Linked DNA regions of Capra hircus: region 2 is linked to region 1. Evidence: chromatin contacts called from public Hi-C data. All regions are on one chromosome and are shown on one strand. Each heading gives the region's core, a stretch centred on a gene start, on an enhancer-like site or on the middle of the called end of the contact. The rest is flanking DNA. Distances are from core to core; before and after follow the strand shown. Region 1 overlaps LMNA (lamin). Region 2 overlaps PMF1 (polyamine-modulated factor 1).

Region 1 (7,182 bases), core at 877-3,376:
ATTTTTTCTTCTATGTTTTGTTTTTTGTTTTTCTAAGAGAAGTTATTTTCTACAGTGGTTTTATACCGAAGGAAAAACATAAGCCAAAAAAACCCGCGCGCATCTCTCTCAATTCCCCCCCTTTTCTCCCTGCTTCCGAGAAACTCCGTATCTGCCTTAAAACCAAAGAGGGAGCCGAGGAGAGGGGATGCTTTTACAAAGCCTCGTTTCTGCTTTTCTGCCCTGCCCGCCACCCACATCCCGGGGACCCGGTGACATGGTGCCTGAGAGGCAGGTGTGGAGTCTGCTCCGCCAGCCTCCAAGGGAGGAGGGCTGAGCCTCGCCCCTGGGCCGGCCCCCATCGTTCCACTACCCCCAGCAGAGGCTCCTCCGCCTGCCCTCCCCCCCCCCTCCCCAGCCCCGGGGTGACTCGATTCTCCCAGGTCCCAGCTGCGTTTGCTTCTTCTGTATGTTATTTAGACAAGAGATGGGAATGAGGCGGGAGGTAGAAGGAGGTAGAATAAAGTTAGTCTGAGCCTGCCTTCACCTAGCTTTAGAGCCAGGGGTGGGCTCTGCCCAGTCACTGGAGGTCGATCAAGGTCACGTGGGTGTAGGGGAGGAGGGAGAGGGAGGCCTACTAGGAAAGGGGAGAGCCTGCTGGGGCCCCACCGAAGGGGAGGAAGGGGAGGAGGTGTGGAGGGCTTGCGGCAGTGGGTTTCGGCAAACACTAAGGAGCCCCTTGCCTCCCGTTTCCCATCTGCACCACTTCTCTCCTCCCTGAATCAATACACTAGTTGTTTCTATCCCTGGCTGCCGTGGTGTCTTTGTTGGTGGGTGTCCTTGTGTGTTTTCTGAGGGTCCCATACACATGTCACTCGGTCACCTGCATCCTCACGCCGCCCAGCCTCCCCCTTGCTCTAGGGAGACAAAGACCGCAGAGCTTCAGGTGCACAGCTGGGCACCCAGCAGTGGCTGCTGGGGAGACGTTCTGACATGAGCATTGCCCACCCAGTGCAGGGCTGTCTCCGTGAGTCCCACAGAGAGGCAGAGCCTGAGGGCAGGCATTTCCTTCCTGACTTCCTTCAACCAGCCAGCACTTAGCAAGAACCTTCTTTGTGCTAGACCCTGAGCTCAGCATGAATACCAAGACACAGGATGATACAGACCCAGTCTGAGGACGGGTGACGTCTCAGGACCCGGGGCAAGGGCAGATGGGGAGGAGGGAGTCAGCAGGAAAGGGGCAGGACTGACTTTGCAAGCACGCAGTTAATGTCCGTCTGCGCCAGACTGTGCTCACCTCGGAGACAGGGAAATGGACAAGACCGTGTACTCAGTGTTCTCAGGGATCTTACACTCCAGTGGACTGCTGGGGACAAAGGTATAGGTCAGGTGGAGTCGGAGCCTCAGGGGGAGGCCTCTAATGTAGGGGAATGGGGAAACCAGACTGAGGGAAAGGACCTCAAGCAGGGAAAATGAGCTACAGGGACCAACCCTTCTCTGGCCCTTTATAGGTTCCAAAGCATCTCTGTGCTATTTCATTTGACCCTCTGCTGTCTTGACAGGTGGTTATTGTCCCCTTTGTCCCTGGAAATGGGGGCTCAGAGTTAACAAGACCACACAGTTACTAGATGGCAGAGAGAACCCAGGGTCCTGGCTGCAGACCCCTGCTTCTGTGACATTATGCTCCCCTTCTGGGAAAACAAAACAAAACAAAACAGTGATGGTAAAATATAAGTTTGCGTTCCCTGTGGCAGATGAGTTGAGCCTGCAGTCAAAAGTTGTGAGAAAAAGAGCATGCCTGGGGCTGTGGGAAAAAGAATTGGAGAAAGCAAAATGAATGAGATCAGAAAAACCTCTGAAGTCCTGCTGGAAAGTCCTGGTTCCCTAGGGGCTCAAGCCAGGGAAAAGGATGCGGAGAGGATAGGGCATGGACTTGAGGAAGTGGTCCTTTTCTGGGGAGGGTGGTTCTGAAGAAGGAAATCCTTTCTCAGTCCCAGGCAAGGACTCAGGGGTCCCAGGGAATATGGGACTTGGGCGTCAATGGAGTTCCCGTCTTTTCTAAATGGGACCGTCCATATGGACTTCCCAGACTTGACACCTGGGGGCGCCAGAGCCGCGCTCACGGCGTGGGTTCCCGGGCAGCTTGAACACTGCGGGGCTCCGCGCTGGAAGCACTGAGGGCCGGGCTAGCAGGCAGCGTCCCTGCTCTTGAGCGAGGCAGAGGGCAAGGCAGGTCCACGAAACCCGGGGCAAGCTGACCGCGCAGGAGAGTTGGTAGCTCCAGCTCCGCCCAGCGGGTGCGTCACACACGTGGTTACCTCATGTGACTCTCAGCGGACCGCACGTGACTATTAACGATTTGGTCATTCTTCTTAACGTATAACATATACTCTGTAGTAAAACGGAAAAAACACAAGTAATTACGAAAAGAAGAAAAAACGAACCCATCCCTTTTCAGTCACCCAGAGGGAACCTCCTGATGGATCTTCCTTCAGATTTTTTTTTCCCCCTGAACATACACTTTACATAGTTAAGACCTCACCGTGGTTTAAACTTTAATTCTGCTTTACTCAGTTGACGTGCATCAGCATTTTCCAATGTTATTTCAAAGTTTATAAGCATTATTTTCATTTTCTAAGTTAAATTATAAATTATTTTAATTAACTTATTTAGCTGTGCCAGGTCTTAGTTGCAGCGTGTGGGATCTAGTTCCCCGACCAGGGATTGAACCCGGGCCCCCTGTCACTGAGCACAGAGTCTTAGCCACTAGACCACCAGGGAATTCCCCCATATGGGTTATTTTTAAATAGCATCCACTCTTTTCCTATCGTGTAAGTAATACTTGGGGCTTCCCTAGTGGCTCAGATGGTAAAGAAGCTACCTGCAATACGGGAGACCTGGGTTCGATTCTTGGGTGGGAAGATCTCCTGGAGAAGGGAATTGCCACCCACTCCAGTATTCTTGCCTGGAGAATTCCATGGACAGAGGAGCCTAGCGGTACAGTCCATGGGGTCACAAAGAGTTGGACACGACTGAGCAACTTTCATTAACAGACACTAACTAAAGTAATACTTGATCATTATAGAGAAGGTAGAACAAGAAAAAAAACAATAACCATCTATACTTCCACTACTCAGAGATAACCTCTGTGAATACCATGGAGGGAGGCCTTCAAGCATTTTTTTTTTCAACTTATATACATATATTTACAGTTTTCTCCTGGTTCTTATAAATAATGTGTCCTGGAACAGGGTATCTTTGCACACATCTCTGGGCATGTCAATGAAATAAATTCCAAGAAGGGAACTAGCTGAATCAAAGGTATACATGTTATAAAGGCTATTGATAATATTGCTAAGTGTTACCCAGAGAAACTGGGTCCTTACCATTCTCACCTGCAGCAGAGCCCACTTTGCCCCCAAACTCTTCCCAACACCAGGATTTTTGTCAGTTTTAATCTTTGCCATCCTGTTAGGAAAACAGTTGCAGTTCATTAGTGTTTCAGACTGCATTTCTTTGAAGAGAAGTCGAAAATTTTTCTCCATCCACATACATTGGTTATTTACTTTTCTTCTGGTGTGAATAACTCATTTCTATCCCTTTTGCTCATCTTTCTATTGGCAGGCTCTTTCTCATATCAGTTCTTAAGATCAGGGAGGAAGATTTTTCTCTCAGTTTTATCTCTCCACAGCTATCAAGTCATGTGTTTTGCAGATATTTTGCAGCCATTTTTAGTGGCTGAATGAATGGACACTTCATTTAACCACCCCCTCCCCCGGACATTTAGATTAATTCTCAATTTTATGATTGTAAATGATGAAGCAGTGAATCACTTTTCTGTAAATATTTCAGGGAGTTTCTTAGCACAGAATCTTACTTTAAATTCATGACCACACACCCCTGGGACTTCCTCCCCTGCTATTGCTGTTTTGAACTCAGTCATCCTTTTCTCCAGATGACCATTTCACACCTCTCCTCTCTCTTCAAACTTCCTCTCCTAACTCTCAGCTGCTGACCTGCTTCCTCCTTCATTTCAAAACGACTGCTTTGGCAAGGTCCTTGTGACCTGCGTGCTGCTAACCCAGCGGCCACTTCTCAGCCTTCAGCTTCTTTGACCCTGCTTGTCACTGCTCAACCAGTATTGCTGAATCATCCTCTTCTCCCTGACCCCTGACAGAGAGAGTGACCTAGCATTCAATCCTCTCTCCTCTGTCTGCGCTTAGGCCCTGAGAATCTTCCTCCAGGTTCACAACTTTAAACGCCCTCCATAAATCCTTAGCTTATTCCTGTGCCCTGACCCAGGACCTGAATACTCACTTGAAGTCAAATGGCATCTGAAAATTAGTATGCCCCGAACTGATATGCTGGTTTCTACCCCTCTGTTCCATTCATAATGGACTCTTACCTGCTCTGCCTATAATTTCCTCCACTTCAGCCAATGACCACCCTTCTTTCCAGGTGCTCAGGTCAAAAACCCTGGAGCTTGTCCTTAACTCCTCTTGTCCTCTCATACCTCAAGTTCAGTCCATTAGTGAATGTTGCCAACTCCATCTTTAAGATATATCTGGAATCCAGTTCATTCTCACCACTACCACCACCACCACCATCTCCTGTCTGGGTTATGGGGTCAGTTTCCTAACCGGTCTCCTGCCTGTGCTCCGTACACTTTATTCTGCACACAGTAGCAGAGTGGTCCTTTAATAGTTGGGTCACTCCTCTGCTCAAAACCCTCCAGAGCCTTTCCAAAGCACTCAGTGTAGAAGCCAAAGTTCTCAAAATGGCATGCAAAGCCAGGCGTGACAACTCCTGCAGCCCGTCTCTCCCTGCTTTCCCTCATGGTTACTACACTCAACTTCAGTGACTACCCAGACACTCCCTAGAACACACCAAGCGCACGCCTGCCTCAGGATATTTGCACAAGCGGTTCCCTCTGCCTGGACCACTTTCCCAATCAAATATCTGCTTGCTTGTTCCCTCACTTTCTTCAGGTCTCTATTCAAATATCACCTCCCCACCCCCCCCCACCCAGTAAAACTTCCCTTGACCAAATTTAATGAATAGCATCCTCCTGCTCATGGATACCCCCGGTGGCTCAGTGAGAAGGCGTCTGCTTGCAGCTCAGGAGATTCAGGAGACGTGGGTTCAATCCCTGGGATGGGAAGATCCCCTGGAAGAGGAAATGGTAACTCACTCCAGTGTTCTTGCCAGGAAAATCCCTTGGACAAGGGAGGCTGGCGGGGCCCATGGGGTCACAAAGACTTGGACACGACTAAGCAACTGAGCACGCACACACCCCTTCTCATTCTCAGCCTGACAATTTCCGAGCCACCCTCCCTGGTTTATTTCTCCTCTAGTGCATTTAACATCACTGCACATATTTCAGGCTTTCTTGCTGGCTCATCCTGCCTACAGTGCAGGAGACCTGGGTTCGATCCCTGGGATGGGAAGATCCCTTGGAGAAGGAAATGGCAACCCACTCCAGTACACTTGCCTGGAAAATCCCATGGACGGAGAAGCCTGGTAGGCTACAGTCCATGGGGTCGCAAAGAGTCGGACACGACTGAGCAGCTTCACTTTCACTGCACGTATTTCTTGTGTGTATCTGTTCATCATCTGTCTTCCATACCGGAATACATACATCTGAGGGCAGGTGTTTTTATCTTTCTGAATCTCCAGTACCTAGTGAAGTGTCTGACAACATAGTAGGTGCTTTATAAGTATTTGTAAATTCATAGACTCAGAAATAGACTCAGTGTGAGCACTTTTGGAGAACCTGAGACCTCCAGCCAAATTGCTTCCAAAGCGATAGAACCAATTTGCACATTCACCACTAGGGGGCAGGCTATTAGTAGCCCCGTATTAAGCGAGGCAGCAGAGACCCAGAGGAACGAGAGGTTTACCTGAAGTCACCCAGTTCACTGCTGGAGGAGCCTAGGACTCCTGATTCCCAGAAGACAGTGCGGCAACTCAGAATACTGTGGGAGGACCCAGGAGGACTTTGCAGAGGAAGGGATCCTTTGGGAGAAGGGCATGGCAAGGTGGGAAGTTTTCTACCAGGTAGAAATGAGAAGAAACACCATCCCAGGTACGGGATGCAATTTAAACCAAAACTTGAAAAAGACTAAAAGTGAATTTTTTCTCATTTTAAAAAATATTTTTTATTTTTTTTCTCATTTAAAAAAAGAAGAAAAACAAAAGAATAAGAAAAAAGGATACAGAAAACATAATAAACCGATACTTGAGGAAAGGCAGAGTCCAGGTGGGCTGGGCCGAGCCTTCCCAGGCTGAAGGGATGAGAGGAGGCCTGGAACACCATCAGGGAGCCTGAGATCAATCCCCAGGACCCTGGGGAGCCAGGGGGTATTTTTGAGCAGAGCAGTGATATGAGCGCTGAGGTTTTCTGCTGGCTCACTGATGTCTTTCAGTTCCCACTTCTTTCCCCCTCTCCTGATATGTGTGTGTCTCTCAGCTGCCCCCTGCCCCTCCAGGCCCAGAAGTAACTGGCTAAGCCATTTTCCTTTTCCATGTCACCACCCTGACAGCCTATCAGGGAGCAGGAGAGGGAGGGGCTGAGACAGGACCCTTTGTCTCTCAGTCTCTCCAATGCCTCGGTGCCCCCTGCCCAGCCAGGGGGGGTGGAGGAAGCAAGACTTAGAAGGCAGCTGAGAGGGGAGGGTGCCTCTTGCTCCCCACCCACCCCGGCCAACCTGGATGGACTCTGAGGTGCTGGCCTCCCCGCCCCCTCTGGGCCAGGCCTCGGGGCCCTTACAATCCTTGGGCTGAGTCTCCCTGCTTAGTACCGGTCAGTGCCAGCTGGCAGCTCCCACCGGAGACTGGGGTGGCATGAATATGGGGAAGGGGGGAGGAAGTGGGCAAGGACCCAAGGGAAAATAGGGGCCAGGATTTGAGGAAGTGGTAGTCATAAGCTGGGTGGCCAAAATGAGGGTCACAAGGGATGAGGAAAAGGCTAGACTGAGGAGTCTGGGGGTTTCTGGAGGAAGAGGGGATGTGTCAGGCCCCCTACTTTGGTCCTCCTGTCCCTGGCAGACCTAATCCTCTCCCCACCACCCAGTTTCCTCTACACCTACCCCCTTAAGCTGCCCCTAGCTAATTCTCCTTGGTCCCTTTAAGAGCTGCCTGGGAACTGGGACATCGGAGGGGGCTGGCAGGGTCCCCACCCCCTCCCCCTCCCTGCCTGCCTCT
Region 2 (7,004 bases), core at 3,227-5,726, 80 kb after region 1:
TTGAAATCTGAATGAGTTCTGTGGATGGTACCAGGTCAGCGTCTTGGTTTTGATATTGTACTATGGTCGTGTAAGATGTTAACATTGGGGAGAGTACATTTCTTTGCAGCTTCCTCTAATATTACTATTTCAAAATAAAATTGTCAAAAAATTTACATCATAAAATAAAAAGTACAAAAAATATCCGTGCAGCATGTTCAGTAGAAAATAGTTGAAAACCACCAAAAATGTTCCACATTTGAAGGATGGTGGTTATGTAAGTATAATAACTGTCTAATAAGATGCTATTGAGGGCAGTCCAGTGGTTCAGACTCCATGCTTCCACTGCCTGGGGTGTGCAGGTTTGATCCCTGGTCGGGGAACTAAGATCTCCTATGCCACATGACTATGGGGTTATATTTTGAATAATACTTATGGAAAAAATGACCATGTTATAATGGTAAGTTTAAAAATTAGGTTATGTCGTGGGGAGAAAAGTGTCTGTATCCCATATGAAATATAATTTGTATCTAGTCATATTAAAATTATAGTTGACTAGTTGATGTGTTATATTTTTTATTACTCTAAGACGACAATTATCAGGTCAGTGTTGAGCTTTTTTACTTTTGAAGCTGTTCCCATTATTTCTGAGTCTAAATCATCTTGTCTGCCCTACTTGTCAGGTCACGTTCCTGAACCTGGGATGCTGACTGCATGGTTGGGGTGAAAAGGTCCAGATAAAGTGTAGATGAGAGAAGTGGGTGGATGTGAGCCGATAAGAGATAGAATCGGATTGGATTGGAAGGAAAGGCGAGGGGGAGGGGACCTCCAGGAGGGTGCTGACTCTTCATGATGGTGATTGAGTGCAGGTTCACCATCTACTGAGACGAGGAAGAAACACTCGCCCATGAGTTGGGGGAGAGAAATGAGTCTGGGGTTGGAGATCAAGACCTCTATTTGGATAGGTTCAGTTGGAGGTGCAAGGCAGCCACACTTGTGTATCTCAGCTCCTTTGCCCCCTCATCCTTCCAACCCACCAGCTGTGAAACCCACCTTCAGGATCCTGTCTGCACTCTGGCCCTGCACTCAACCTCTGAGCAGCTGTGGAGTCTCACCCATGGTGGAAAATGGTGCTTCCACACAGTCATGTTCTTGGAATTCATCTAGGCCCTCAGAGAGCTCATTATCCTCATGTCTCCAGTCAGCTCTCTTCCCCTTCTCCGCAGAAGTATTAATATTTAAAATCTTTATCCTGTCCCTCAGGCCCTTCCCCTGCTACCTCTACACGCTCACTGAAAACGACCTCAACACCTGGTTCACAGAGAGAATAGAGACACCAGGCAGGAGTTCAGACATCTGAAGACTCGGCCGAGATGCCTGGTCTTGCCTCCTCCTAGCTCCCTCCCCTTTACACCCCAGTGTCCTCCCCTTTACACCCCAGGCTGTGACTTCGGGGCTCTGCCTTCCCAGCATCTAGTTCTCCATCTCCAGTTTTTTCCCTCAGCTTAGGGGAGTTTGACACCATTCTCCTAAAACCTTCCTTTCAAGGTCAAGAATAACTCTTTGTTGTTAAATACTTTGGACTTTTTTTTCATCTTTACATGACTTGCTCTCCTTGTAGCATTTGACACTGTTAACCACTTCTCTGTCCTTGAAATTGCTCCCTTGGCTTCCGACACCGTTCTCTGCCCCTCGCCTCACTGGCTGCTCCTTCCTGGGCTCTTCTTCGTCCACTTGTCCCTTAAATGTGGGAGCATTGCCCTTCTCCTGCTTCACCTGCACGTGTGCAGATCACACGTTTGACATCTTGCTGTGCTGGAAGCCCTTGAGTGGCTGTTCATCGCTCCGTGCCGTGGCTTTCAAGGCCCCGCGTGTTCCAGCCCCTGCCTGCCTCTTGTTCCCCTCTGCAGCTGTGCTTGGTCATCCTGACCTTCTCATTCCCTAGACTGCGAGAGCTTTCCTGCCTCAGGGTGTTTGCACTTGATGTTTGCTCTGCCAGAGATGGTTTTCTTGGTCTTCTCTAAAGCCACCTTTCTCCCCTAGTTATTCTTCATCACGACACCTTATTTTATTCCTTTGTAAAGACTTATCACAGCATGTTGTTCTGTTGTCTGTTTGTGGTCTGTCTTCCCCACATGAAATGTAAGATCCTTAAGGACAGAATCCTATCTGTCTTATTCATCACTCTCTGCTCATTGCTTATTATGGTGCCTGGCACATAGTAAACATTCAGTAAATAGCTTTGGAATAAGTGAGGATTCTCAAGCCACATCTGTCTCCCGAGCTTCAGGCCTCTGTCTCTAACAGTCTACTACTAGAAATCTCCACTTGGTGTCCCACAGAACCACCACGTTCAGCAAAACAGGATTTCTCTTCCCTCTGTGGTCCCCAAATTGGTTGAAAATACCACCATCCTACTCATTCTCTAGGCCAGAGATTTGGGATTCCTCATTGACCCCTTGCTTCCAGTCAGCCACCATGCCCTGTTGGTTTCAGCCTCTCTCCTCAGTCTCCTCTCCATCGTGATGCAAATGCTTCAGTCCAGGCCCTCACTGTCTCTCATAGAATTGTGGCACCAGCTTCCAAAATGGCCCTCCATCCTCAATCTTGCTCCCTCCCTCCAGTCTATGGCTCAGATTTGAGCATGTCCTTCTGCTTATAATGTCGAATTGGCTCAGGACTGCTCAGCTTCTTAGCTTAGTGTAAAGGCCATTCATGCCTTGGCCCTTCCCATCTCTCCAGCCATGGTCAGGGCCGTGGGTGTGCAGCAGGGCACACTTGGTGTGCAAACACACGCACGTAAATTTTTAGGCGTTGAGAGCTGCTGCTGTCCCGCACCCTTGCCGCCCGCTCTTTCCACTTGCTTTTCCTCATTGCTAGAACACCCTTCCCCTCATTCAGTTAAGTAGGAACTGATGGCTGGCTTCCACATAGAAAGGGCTCAACAAATGTCATGTATGAATACAGCCTTTTAAGATGTGTCCAAATGCTTGACCCTCTCCCGAGTCACTGAAAGTCCTCAATCCCAAAGACCAAGGACTTATACAGAGGACAGGAATCTCTGCATAGTAAAAGCTGGCCTGTTCACATGTCAGTTAGCCTAAGGGATATTTTAAAGTGCAGATTGGATTCCCCTACAACTCATATTTTTCCATCCATGTTAGCTTGACCAGAGGGGCAGATTACATGATACACTCCAGGGTGACTGGAAGATACTGGCCCTGCTGGGCTGTCAGGTCTTGCAGACCCACACCCCCGTCTTCCGTTAGGGTGTCTTCCTGTCACTGGATCATGAGGCAGAGACGTCCGAATCTGTCCTCTCTCAGGCTTCAGGACATAGAAATGTGGCCCTGCTGGAGCTTATCACATGCGACCTCCCCTTGTCTTCTGAAAACGAAGGGTTCTTCTCTGTCCATACAGCCTCCTGGACCTTCTGAGAAACAGCTGTTTTCCTGTTTAGCTAGAGCAAGTAGATGAGGTTTGCTGTGTTTTGTTGTAAATCAGGGCCCGCCAAGAGAGGCAGTTGCTTAGAGTTGGTGTTGGTGGGGCCCCGGTTGAAGTTAGCACTGTTGGGGGGAACGCCCCATCTGCCGCAGGTACCCACAGCCCCCAGCAGCGGTGCCACGAGTGGTGTCCGTCCCGGGGGCACTGAGGGAGGGAGAGGTGACCGGCCGTTCCTGAGTTCTGAGGTGCCAGCCCGGCCCAGTGCCTGTCCGGTCCCGTCTTCCTGCCCGACACATGCTGTGGAGGGTGGTTTGTAGAAACTGACTTGGAGCCTGTGTCTGGCAGGGACCGAGGAAGGAGAGCCAATCGCACATGTACGTGAACTGGTAGAGCTCTGAGCGCACGGCAGCGACTGTTGGTGTTCATGGCAGCAGTTCTTCACAGGAAAAAGAGTGGTTTGATATTTAAAATATTCTGATTAAGTGCTTCAGAAATATCTCACGCTCTTCGAATGTGCAGATGATGCGTGCGGCTGGCAGCGGCTAGTTTCTGAAGTGTGGTTGTGACTCACCAGACTGTGGTGTGCGGCTCCAGCCCATCGTGCTGATTGTCTGCTCTTCGTGTGTTCCCAGATCACCCATCTCACTCTGTCCTTGCTGTGTCAGCCTTGCTCGAGTCAGCCGTCAGCTCAGCTGTGCCTCCTTAGTCCCCCCTCCCAGCAGCCAGAGGGGGTTTCTAACATACAGATCTGATCTTGTCCCACCCCTGCCCAAAGCCCCCTCTTCCAGCTCTTTCTATCATGATACGGTATAGACTTTGTGTGTCTGACCCACCAGCCTGCAGACTGTGTGTCTTGGAGGCCAAGGACACCTGACCCAGAGCTGATGGCTCCACCATGTCCCAGCTCTGTGACCTTGGGCAGACTCCTCTCTGCCTCAGCGTCTGCATCTGAAAAATGGGCATGGTGAGAACAGACCCTTCCTCAGTTATCATGAGGACTAAGTGCGTTGCTTCGTATAGAGGGCTTGGAACAGTGCCTGGCTCAGGCGGTGCCCCGAGCGTGTTTCTCGTCACGGCATCTGCACCCCCAGGCGTGCGTACACTCTGATCTTCATGCTGCTGCCGGGCCTTCTGTCCTTCCCTCACAGACTCCTGCTGCTCTCGGACACTTCTTCCTCCAGGGAGCCCTGTGGTTGGTCACATCATTTGCAAATATTTTTTCCCACTTTGTAGGTTGTCTTTTCATTTTGTTTCTGATTTCCTTTGCCGTGCGAAATCTTGTAAGTTGGATTAGGTTCCATTTGTTTATTTTTGCTTTTATTTCTGTTCCCTTTGGAGACTGACCTAAGAAAACATTGGTATGATTTATGTCAGAGAAGGTTTCGCCTATGTTCTGTATTAGGAGTTATTTGGTATTAGGTCGTATATCTAAGTCTTTAAGCCATTTTGAGTGTATTTTTGTGTATGGTGTGAGCAGATGTTCTGGCTGGATTTACATGCAGCTAACTGACCTCTTACTTTCATCAGGGAACACTTCTGGTTTTTATTCCCTCTTCCTTTCTCAGTCCTGAGGCTGAAAAGGGTGAGGGGGAAAGACCAAGCAGCGAAATATTTCTTTCTTTTCTTTTCTTTCTTTTTTTTTTTTCATTTTAGAGAAACATTTCTTAATAAAGCAGGGCGGCTGTACAGGTGGCGGGTGGCGAGCATGGGTTTCTGTGACAATGCTCCCCAGCTTCTGTATATTTGTATTGGTCTGTCTTCACCCTCCATGCCTTTATTGAGCGAAAACGCCGGCTCTTACCCGCCCTCTGGTGGACAGTCTGTGGAACAGGCAGGCAGCAAGCGGGGCACCGTGGAGGAGGAGGCCACACCAGGTTTCTTTAGCACTGCTGCTGCCGCTAAGTCGCTTCAGTCGTGTCCGACTCTGTGCGACCCCATAGACGGCAGCCCACCCGGCTCCCCCGTCCCTGGGATTCTCCAGGCAGGAACACTGGAGTGGGCTGCCATTTCCTTCTCCATCTAGTACACATGTTTACTTGTCTGTGCCTCTGACTTTCCATTCCTGCACAATTTATCTGCGTCTGTAAACTGACAGATTGACTAGCCACCAGAGCTTGATTCTGGCCTTAAATATTTTAAGTTAAACATATGTGAAAACTCAGTTTACAGTGAGGTTGTTTGGGTTTGTTTTGTTTTATATTTGGAAACACTGACTTTTAGTTGCAGCATGCAGGATCTAGTTCCCTGACCAGAGATCGAACCCAGGCCCCCATTAGAGATGTGGAATCTTAACCCCTGGACCACCAGAGAAGTCCTTGCAGTGAATTTTTAGTGCTGTGAATGACATGCTTTTTCGATGAGTTCAGGAACAGTGATGGTGTCTCAGATATTGGATAATAAGAGAAAAAAACAGGTTAAAATCAGTTAGTGTGTAGTCATCTCTGTTTTGAAATTCAGTAAATGCAGTTTTGAACAGTTACTTTCAGCACTGTTTATGATAGCCAGGACATGGAAGCAACCTCAGGCTCCATCGACAGAGAAATGAGTAAAGAAGACACGGCACGTGTATACAGTGGAATACTGCTCAGCCACAGAAAGAAACGGGATCGGGTCATTGGAGAGGTGTCGATGGACCTAGAATCTGCTATACAGAACAGAGTTTAAGTCAGAAAGAGAAAAACAAATATCGTATGTTAACGATATATGTGTTTTCTATGTATAGCCAGTGTGTATGAAGAATCTAGAAAAATGGTGCAGATGCCTAGTTCCAAGGCAGGAGCAGAGACACAGACAGAGAGTGGACTCGTGGGCGCAGCAGCGGGTGGCGGGGGAGGAGAGGGTGGGGTGAATTGGGAGATGGGGTTTGATGTGAATACAGTGCCATGTATCAAACAGGCAGCTGGTGGGAACTTGCAGTGTAATCCAGGGAGCTGAGCTTGGTGGTCTGTGAGGACCTAGAGTGGTGGGGTGCGGCGGGGGTGGGAGGGGCGTCTAAGGGAGCAGGTGCATGTGTAAACACAGCTGATTCACTTCTTACACAGCAGAAAGTGACAACATTGTAAAGCAGTTATACTCCAATAAGAAAATACTTTCATTGATGAAAAATGCGGCCGATTTTGTGGGACCACAGTGTGGTGCACATGCAGTCGCAGTCAAGATGCTTTACTAAGCCCCTGCCTTTTTCAGACTTCCCTGCCCTGGGGAACAGTCACTGGCTGCGTTCTGCACTTTTCAGGGGGTGGTGAGGACTGTTGCTTTGAAAATAGTGATAACAATTGAAGCTAACATGGAGCATTTCCCTGTACACTGTACTAAGTGTTTACATATTTAACCTCATTTAACCAGTAATCTTGTGACTTATGGATAGTTATTATTTCTGTTTGATGGAGATAGAGAGTGATGCTTATAAAGGTAAAGAAGTCGTCCAGGGTCACTCAGCTGATTAGTGGTAGAGGTAGGATGTGAACCCAGGCAAAAGGACAGGCAGTCCTTAGAGCTGGCACACTCACCTGGCATAGACAGCTGGAGGGCCCCTTGTGTACTCTTGGGAGGCCAAGGCCAGAAGACCATTCCAGCACAGG

The links. A called contact is a pair of places that touch in the nucleus more often than the background predicts.
Region 2: a Hi-C map of blood shows a contact between it and region 1, with 2.9 times the contacts expected there. The contact joins two enhancer-like sites. A contact is called at or near these places in 2 of 5 Hi-C or Micro-C datasets (both in blood).

What each region holds. Positions count from the first base shown.
Region 1 is chr3:105,477,800-105,484,981 of ARS1.2, forward strand. LMNA (lamin) reads left to right here. Exons shown (of 13, transcript XM_018046279.1): 13 at 1-782. Among named protein-coding and RNA genes, the nearest start is that of SEMA4A, 6.7 kb to the right of the region's middle. Within about 2 kb of position 2,127, at least 4 of the 5 cell types and tissues checked have an H3K27ac peak or open chromatin away from gene starts, as enhancers often do.
Region 2 is chr3:105,555,510-105,562,513 of ARS1.2, forward strand. All of the region lies in intron 1 of PMF1 (polyamine-modulated factor 1), which reads left to right. Among named protein-coding and RNA genes, the nearest start is that of BGLAP, 12 kb to the right of the region's middle. Within about 2 kb of position 4,477, at least 1 of the 5 cell types and tissues checked has an H3K27ac peak or open chromatin away from gene starts, as enhancers often do.